Linked DNA regions of Rattus norvegicus: all the other regions are linked to region 3. The links are chromatin contacts, called in public Hi-C and HiChIP or PLAC-seq maps. All regions are on one chromosome and are shown on one strand. Each heading gives the region's core, a stretch centred on a gene start, on an enhancer-like site or on the middle of the called end of the contact. The rest is flanking DNA. Distances are from core to core; before and after follow the strand shown. Region 1 holds the start of Hint3 (histidine triad nucleotide binding protein 3). Region 2 holds the start of Trmt11 (tRNA methyltransferase 11 homolog). Region 3 holds the start of Hddc2 (HD domain containing 2).

Region 1 (2,849 bases), core at 117-2,616, 720 kb after region 3:
AAAGGCAGAGTGATATGAAAGTGTAAGAACAGACATAGAAAATGATATTTAAATGTGTGAGGTCACACATTTTCTGCTTCTGAGGATCTGAGAAGCTACTGTAGTGATTGCCAAATATGCGGTTAACTACACAGGAAATTAAATGTGTCTTCAATTTGCGTGTACTTTTACCTAACATGTTGCTGTTTTGGATTACAACACAATTCATTTAAAAGCATTACCAAATTTAAAGTCATACTAAGTAATTGCAATTATGAAATCGACAAGCGCCAATGTCATAACTATTGTTGTCAATCATTTCAAGTAAACTTCAGCATCAGGAAAGAGGCAGGGTCAGCACAGTACCAGGAGGTTTGACACAGGAAGATTTCCAGGTGAGGTGGGAATCAGCAAGAATTTATCTCAAAACAAAACAGTGCATTTAAAAATATTTGTTCTACGGATAAACATAGAACATAAATAGACACTTATTTAAACTTTGCTATTGTTTGGGTAAGGGGTAAGATAGAAGTCTGAATCTGTTTCTTTCTGTAGAGCTGTAATAAAATAATTAAACTTGGGAAGTTTCACAGTTAGAGAAGCATAGGGAATGCTCAGTACTGGTGCTCAGCAAAGGCCGTGTATTGTCAAAAGGTGAGCTCACAATCATACTTAAGAACTGATATTTTTCTGGCATGATTGTTCCCAAAGGGTTTCTCTCTCTTTCCTGAATAGCAGGAAATACAAGAGAAAATTGTTACAATGAACCCGGTGAGACACAGGGAAGAGCTGGGAGGTAATTTCTCAACTATTGCCTTTTCTCGGTATATGACATGTGACATAGGAGAGATCCTTATTCTGATTTGCATTGCACTATAAACAAAAGCAAACATGTCAAGTACAGTTTGGCTGGGTTTTTTTTTTGTTTGTTTGTTTTTTGTTTTTTGTTTTCAGATCCTAAAATTATTGTGACTGAACAAGTACACAGAAAACAAGGAAAATTCACTTTGCCAAACAAGGCTCTCTATACATTTTACTCATCCTCTTATACCCTTAAAAAATCGAACTTCTATACTTTTTTTTTCTTTTATAACTAGAGCGTGATACACTATATAGAGAAGTGGAAACAACATCCTTTGCACTTTAGACTAAGGTTATTGGCAACTCCCAAGCCCCTGGTTAGGTTCTTGAAACTGAGCTGTTTGCGTCATCACGGAGCGACGGGCGGGGTCAGGGCAAGCCTTACCGCGCCCTCCTCGCCCACTGACAGTCTCCCCTTCCCAGTGTCTGTCCCTGCGCGTGCGCAGACTTCGCATTGCTAGGAGGGCGGAGCAAGGCGGCGGCTCCGGGTGCCACGGGTGCGCACGCGCCAGGCCTTGAGCAGCTCAGCTGATCCTCAGGTCGCCTCTCGGCCGCCATGGCTGAAAAGCAAGCGGGCTTAGCTGGAGAGCCGAATCCCGACTGTACGGTCACTGCCAAAGCAGGACCTGAGGTGTCCTCGCCTGGGACCTCGGAGTCCAGGGACTATGACAGTAACTGCGTGTTCTGCCGCGTCGCGGCGGGTCAGGAACCCGAAACTGAACTCTTATACTGTGAGGTGGGCGGCGACAGGCCGGGGTGGGTGGGAGCCCGACCTCCAATCCAGGCTCGCAGGCTTCTGTCTCTGCACCGACCTGCTAAACCTACCGTGTAATTGACTTCTTTCAGGGACCCAGAGGTCCTCCAGAGGTGCCTTTGCTGCTCAGTAGGGAGAGATAGTAGTAATGGAGCCAGGCACACTCGCCTCCCTCTGCATGCATTTGCAACACAGCAGCATCCTGTGTCCTTGTTTTTATTATAAGGAGTCTTCCTCTTCTCTAGATAGTAAGTTATGTACATTTCCAGTATCCTTAGAGAGCGTACAACTAGCAGAAAACAGGTCATGGGCGTGGTGACGAAGAGTGAATTTGACTGAAAATAGGCGAAATGGAGTTTCATGACTGGGTCTGAAGTCGAACTGATAACTAACAGTTCATAGCTTGTAAGTGGCTACACACCACTGGGAAAAATATCTCTTATCAACCGCGAGGGCTTCATGAACGCCTCCCCTTTTCGTTACAAGATCTGGACAGGATTCAAACCTATGCAGATCACTTGTAGTTAATCATACTTGCTGCGAGTTCAAGAGTGCAACAGCCATGACATACCTGGAAATTCCAGAAAACTTTCCCTTTCCCCTGGCTCAAACATATTTTGCATCTCATCATCCCTCATAGAGAGTTAATCTTTTGAGAGAGATTTATCATTTTGCATTTAAAACTCTCATTACACATATATTCGTTGTAAACGAATGATTGGACTTATATAAGGTGTTGGTATACTATATATATATACATATATATATATATATATATATATATATATATATGGTGTTGGTAATTATACAAATAATGGCAGAAGAAATTGTTTGATTTGGAATAATCAGGGTTACCAACATCATGAAGAATTTGTTTGCAAGACTTTCCAACAAAAGTCAGAGATGATTCTTTGCCTCAGAGATCTCTGTATGGTTTTCTTACTGTATTTTTCAGAATTCATTTAAGCAAAGGACATACCACATATTCTTAGTAGGGGGCTTACCAGTACCAAGGGCAGTGTTTTACTCTTTGTGTATGAGTCACAAAGATATATATATACATATATATATATATATACATATATATATATATATATATATTACCATGCCTGGTATTCATATCTCATGGTATTGATATGAATTATTATTAAGGGTCTCCTAGAAATAGCCCAGTGGTAGTGGTACATGCCTTTAATTCCAGCATTCAGAAGGCAAAGGCAGGAAGATCGCTATGTTGGAGGCCAACCTGCCCTAT
Region 2 (2,700 bases), core at 126-2,625, 740 kb after region 3:
CACAGGCTCCCCAAGGGAGGAGTTAGAGAAAGAACTGATGAAGCTGAAGGGGTTTGCAACCTCATAGGAAGAACCACAAAATCAACCAACCAGACCACCCCAGAGTTCCCAGGCACCAAAACCACCATCCAAAGAGTAAACATGGACAGACCCATGGCTCCAGCTGCATATGTAGCAGTGGATGACCTTGTTGAGTATCAATGGGAGGAGAAGCCCTTGGTCCTGCCAAGGCTCAATCCCCCAGTGTACAGAAACATCAGGACTGGAACACCCTCATATAAGCTGGGGGAGAGGGGATGGGATAGGGCGTTTATGGACAGGAAACTGGGAAAGGGGTTAACATTTGAAATGTAAATAAAAAAATACCCAATTAAAAAAAAAACCTTTTCCAATGCTATTTTTTGGACTCATGCAATAAACTATACATCGAAGTTTGAATATTATTACACCTAGTAATTGTAGCTATTATCTGTAGGAGGCAATATTCCAGCTTTATACAAAAAAAAAAAATGAGGCACACAGATGTTATGAAATTTGCTGAGAGCCTAGGGATAACAAATGGTGGAACTGAGGTTTGATTAACAAGGGTCATCACTGTGTGCTGGCTGGCTTGATCACTACCACTAAACACCAACTATGTTTCTGGCATATGGAAGAAATAGGATACTTTTATATGCTGTGAATTATCAAGGTGGAATGCAAAATCCCCCAAATACAGGTCTCAGCAGGACAAAGGGTTCAGTACTTTTAACAGAAATGACAGTTGTGGAACATATATATGGGTAGCTATATATCTTACAAACTCTTTTGGTATTTGGCTCATGTGAATAATTAGGGTAGCTTCTGCCAATGTTTTTAATCTACAGTTGACTGTGGATTGACTGTGTGCCTGTAACAACATAGCATAATTACTGAATGCTAGTCCGAGGAAGGGTTTTTTGTTGGTTTCCTTACAGAGAAAACCAAGGTGGGTCCTTGACAGCTCTTGAAAAAGTTTCGCATAATCACGAAAAGTACACTCAGTGTTCTAGCTAGTGAGCCCCAGAACCCTGAACGATTAGGAGTCTACCTACACTTTACAGTGAAGTTTCGGTTCAGTTTTGAGTCGAAGAGCTGAGGGAGGAGTCGGAAGAACACTCCAAGAGGAGCATCACTGGGGAACTGCGCAGGATCACCGCAGTCTGCCCCTTAAAACAATGCACCTTTCACAAGGGGAGCATGCCAGGATAGCCACAGGCTTTGTGAACCTTATAATCTCGCTCCGCCCCGTCATGCCCCTTCCTAGAAGGTGCCACCTGTTTCTGGTTTAGCTTCCGTTTCCGGCTCCGGGCTGAGGCTCGGCGGAAACTTAGCTCCAGGGGGGAGGAGGGGGCGGGCCGGTGGAGGCCGCGCAGGCGTACCATAGTAGCCGCAATGGCGCTGCCGGGCTCCTTGAATCGCTATCTGCTGCTCATGGCACAGGAGCACCTGGAGTTCCGCCTGCCGGTGAGCCGTCCTGGGGTGCCGGGCGCAGAGGCTCGCACTCCGCACGCGCCGACTAGGGGAGGGGTCTCTGCGGGCTGCTGCGCGCGCCTGGATTGGGCGGGGGTGAGGCCGCTGTCCGCTCTGAGTCCCGGGCAGCCTTTCTCCGGGACAGTGCCCTGCCATCCAGCTCTGCACGTGCGCCTGACGCCGCAGTAAAGCAGGTGAACCGGACCCGACTCGGGACGGAGACATCCATGGGGTCGCTCGGTGGAGTGAGAAGTGTCAAAATAGGTTCAGGCACGATGGAAGGCTTGGGTTGGTACTTGATGAAGTTGGGAGAAAACTTTTATTTACTCAAGAAACAACATTCGAGTCGCGTACACGGAATGCTGAGGGTGCGCTGACTGACAGCTCTGCCCTTCAAGAGCTTAATGTTTACTTAGGCTCAGGACTAGCAGATGCGAGAGCATAGTCAACTTATTGAAGCGCAACGATGAAGGGCACTTAGTGGGAGCCTTTAAAAAGGGAGTCTTTGTCCATTAATGAATGGGGGATGTTGCCTTTCAAGGTGGGGATGACATGAGCTACAGCATTAGTTAACTGGGCAAAGGAAATAAGTACTTTGGAAGTGTAAACTGTTGTCCATTACTAGTCACCAGTTATGTAACAGAGTGGTAAACAGAAGTAGGTTGGTGGACCAGAGAAGACACTGAGCCCTCTATAACTTGGAAGAGGAGTTAAACAGGTTAGAAGAGGCAGAATTAGATGGTTTTTAACAGACAGTAAAATGAAGGACAGACTTGAGCAGTAAGACTGGAGTTAGTAAGCATCTGTTGGAATATTAAAAGATTAAGAAACTAATCTAGTGTGAGCAAGAAGGGAATAGGTTAGAGCGTGGGTGTAGGGGATGAGACCAAATGTATGTTAGGGTAAACATTTGTTATTGTTCTGCCCAAGAAAACCTGGAAATGATGAGATTTCTTCTACTTCATGCTCAAAAAGTGGTGAACCACTGGGACTGAAGAGGTGGCTAAGGACCACTGCTCCTCCAGAGGACCTGTATCTGTTGTCCCGCATCTGTATCGGGATACTGCCCACAGCCATTTGTAACCCCAGGTGGGTGGGTTGGGGGGGGTTCTTCTGGCCTCCGTAGGTACCAGGCCTTCCTTACTTATGTGAGTATACCCACAAGTTTACAAAAAAGTGGTAGGCCAAGTACAGATGCTCAGAAGTCAG
Region 3 (2,729 bases), core at 62-2,561:
GCAGAGTCCAGAGATGTTCACAAGCATCAATGTTCAAATAACTTACCTATCCTTGTTAAGACGGTCATCTCTGGTCACCATAGCCATAACTGCCATCCGGTACATGTGATCTGACACGCTTTCCGGCTTCTCAACGTTTCTATATACCCAGCCAGTCCGTGGGACTCTCTAATAAATAAGATAAGGGGTTAAACAAACAAAAAACCATCACTGGAAACAACAAATCCAAAAGGTGCTCTTGAAGAAAATGCCAGAGAATGGCCACAGAGCCACATATCAGCCGAGTCATGATTTCAAACATATTTTTAAACAATGCTTTATTTAAACTAATCGTAGCGATCAAAATCCGAAATCAAACTAGTGAGTGGGCAAAATGCAATTCACGAGTATACGAAAGTCTAATAGTCTTTACTCCGTGCTACTGAAGTATAACTGTGGGACAAAAACACAAAAAGGTTTTAGACATAAAAGCAAAACTGGTGGTAAGCCTGGTGGTACATGCCTGGAATCTCAGAACTCAACAGGGGAAGACTCAAGTTCCAGGCTCCCAGCCTGTGTTGCCCATCTGGTCTCCATACTGTGTTGTAGTTAAGAAAAAATGCAAAGCAAAGCCCCTATATTTTTCCTAACTACGAGAGGAGTAGGGTTTTGCTGTCAAAAAAAATTTCATACAGTAATAGAATATTTTGTACATATAACATGTAACAGACTCCCCAGTTCTAACTCAGATGGCTTGGAGGAATTTCCACGGCAGTGAAGCCTTTTATTCAGATCATGATGTGATCATGTGAGTCTGCATTTTACCTGGGAGTTCTATGTTTCTAAAGGATTTCACAAACAGTAGTCACAGTGTCAGGGAACAGCTCGTCTTGGAACGTAGGGGGCTCTGCACAAGCTCTGCACAAGCTGGTGCACGCTGAAACCGAATTACTGAAACGGTCATTTCCGGAAGTCACGGCGACAGAGGAAGGTCTCCACTACTCATAAGCAGGGGCCACACTCCGGCCTTCCGCTGCAGCTCCGCAGCACCGCCCATGACCTGGGCTGTGGCGGCGCCCCGCAAAGAATCCTCGGCTGGGTTCCCGCCAGCTCCTTCCCGGCACATCCAGGCCGCACGAGGCGGGGCTGAGCGAGGGAGGTTGCGTGAGGTCGGAGCCTGAGCTGGACCCCGCCGCCTCCCGGCCCGGCCGAGCCCACTCGCTCACCTTGAGCTGCCCGACTAGACGCAGAAAACGCAACAGCCCGGCCTGGCAGTTGGATGTGGCCGAAGCCATGCTGGAGTGTAAAGAGCTGGTTGGTGACGTCCTCAGGCCCCTCCCCACTCTCCTTTAGCTCCTCCCCACTGTCTTTCGGTCCCTCCCCTCTCTTTGGCTCCTCCCCACAGCCCCACTTCCTTCTTTGGGGGACGACCTTCTCTGAATGGACTGCCCAATGCTCAGGCTTTGGGTGATCTCTGCTCAATTAACTACCATCAGCTTTCACATGGATCGCAGCTTGACGCTAAGGGCAGAAAGGCCTGAAGAGGACGAGGCTGGATAATGTCTGCAAACCTTATCTCTTAGAAGCCCAGTGTCTGATTGGCAGGAAGAGCTAGCTCTAAGGAGCGCCACTTAAAGGCCGAACATCCATAACCAGTTTAACAAAGGCACTTGGCCAAGCCTGTGAAGGGAAGAAATGAGAAGGGAGACTTTGGAGGAAGCAGGCAATGGGCTAGTAAAAGCAAGCCCATGCTGAAACCACAAGCATCCATTCTGCCCGAAACTCATCAGCGTTTTCCAGGACTTGTTTCCATTGACAGTTTAACGGTACAAGATTTTAAGGGCAGTTAATGAATATGGGCAAAACTCAAGGAGAATCAAGGATATGGATAAAATTCAAAAAGAAAGGGAAATAAAAAGGAATCCCATTTTATTTGTACCAAAGTAGGTTTATTTATATACAGGGCACTAAAAGCTGGTGGTTCTGATGAGCCATCGTCTGTTCTTGTTTCTTATTGCTTAATACACCTATCATGCCTTCCATTTGAGCCAGAATTCTGTACCAGGAACTATGGTAGAAAATGTATAGTCATCATAGCATAAGGTTGGTATAGAATGTTACTCAGTATAGAACTCAAGGCAGCATCCATGAGCAGTATCCGGGATTATTATAAGTCAGCTCTATAGCAGAAATTAAAAGTTGGCGGTGTAGTATAGCGAAGAAGCACTTGTATACATGAGGTCCCAAGTGATCTCCAGCACTTGGTAGGTGAGCTATTTATCACTTTGTGTTATCTGTAAAATAAAAGCACAAGTTTCAGGTGCCAGCACTGCCAGGCTGCCTTGCTGTGCTGAGTTCCCAGGTGTAGAGGGCCTATTCCTGTTTTTGTATATAATCCCTATCTGCTTTCTCCCTATAAGTCACACTGTTAGACACTCAAATCAGCGTGTTCGAATCAGAAGTTATCACTAAACATTCCTGTGAACATGGCTGTTTAGAGCATAAAACATTCTGAAAGTCATAACTAGGACTTTATGGAAGTAGAATATTTTCAATTAGCACCTTGCTTACCACCCTAGTTTGACAGCGTGAACTTGGGAGAATTAGGGGGCTCTTTATTCAGAGAATCAGGCAATTTGTACTCTGAGGGTTACGAATATTCACATGAGTATAGTATTTAATGACAACATCAAGCCATATGTGGCAAGAACATGTTTCCCCATAGAGGCATATGAATAATATCAGCTGAA

Evidence for each region. A called contact is a pair of places that touch in the nucleus more often than the background predicts. HiChIP or PLAC-seq counts read pairs in DNA pulled down with a chosen protein or histone mark.
Region 1: a contact with region 3 is called in an H3K27ac HiChIP or PLAC-seq map of oligodendrocytes, with 8 times the contacts expected there. The contact joins the promoter of Hint3 here to the promoter of Hddc2 in region 3. A contact is called at or near these places in 8 of 12 Hi-C or Micro-C datasets (the A7r5 cell line, the Rat2 cell line, Schwann cells and 5 more) and 1 of 1 datasets of contacts at active chromatin or transcription factors (oligodendrocytes).
Region 2: a Hi-C map of Schwann cells shows a contact between it and region 3, with 6 times the contacts expected there. The contact joins the promoter of Trmt11 here to the promoter of Hddc2 in region 3. A contact is called at or near these places in 7 of 12 Hi-C or Micro-C datasets (the A7r5 cell line, the Rat2 cell line, Schwann cells and 4 more).

The regions. Positions count from the first base shown.
Region 1 is chr1:28,853,494-28,856,342 of GRCr8, forward strand. Hint3 (histidine triad nucleotide binding protein 3) reads left to right here and starts at 1,367. Exons shown (of 5, transcript NM_001100825.1): 1 at 1,367-1,576. The coding sequence starts at 1,397.
Region 2 is chr1:28,871,986-28,874,685 of GRCr8, forward strand. Trmt11 (tRNA methyltransferase 11 homolog) reads left to right here and starts at 1,376. Exons shown (of 13, transcript NM_198051.2): 1 at 1,376-1,485. The coding sequence starts at 1,414.
Region 3 is chr1:28,131,666-28,134,394 of GRCr8, forward strand. It overlaps Hddc2 (HD domain containing 2), which reads right to left and starts at 1,312. Exons shown (of 6, transcript NM_001108460.1): 1 at 1,206-1,312; 2 at 47-168. The coding sequence starts at 1,274.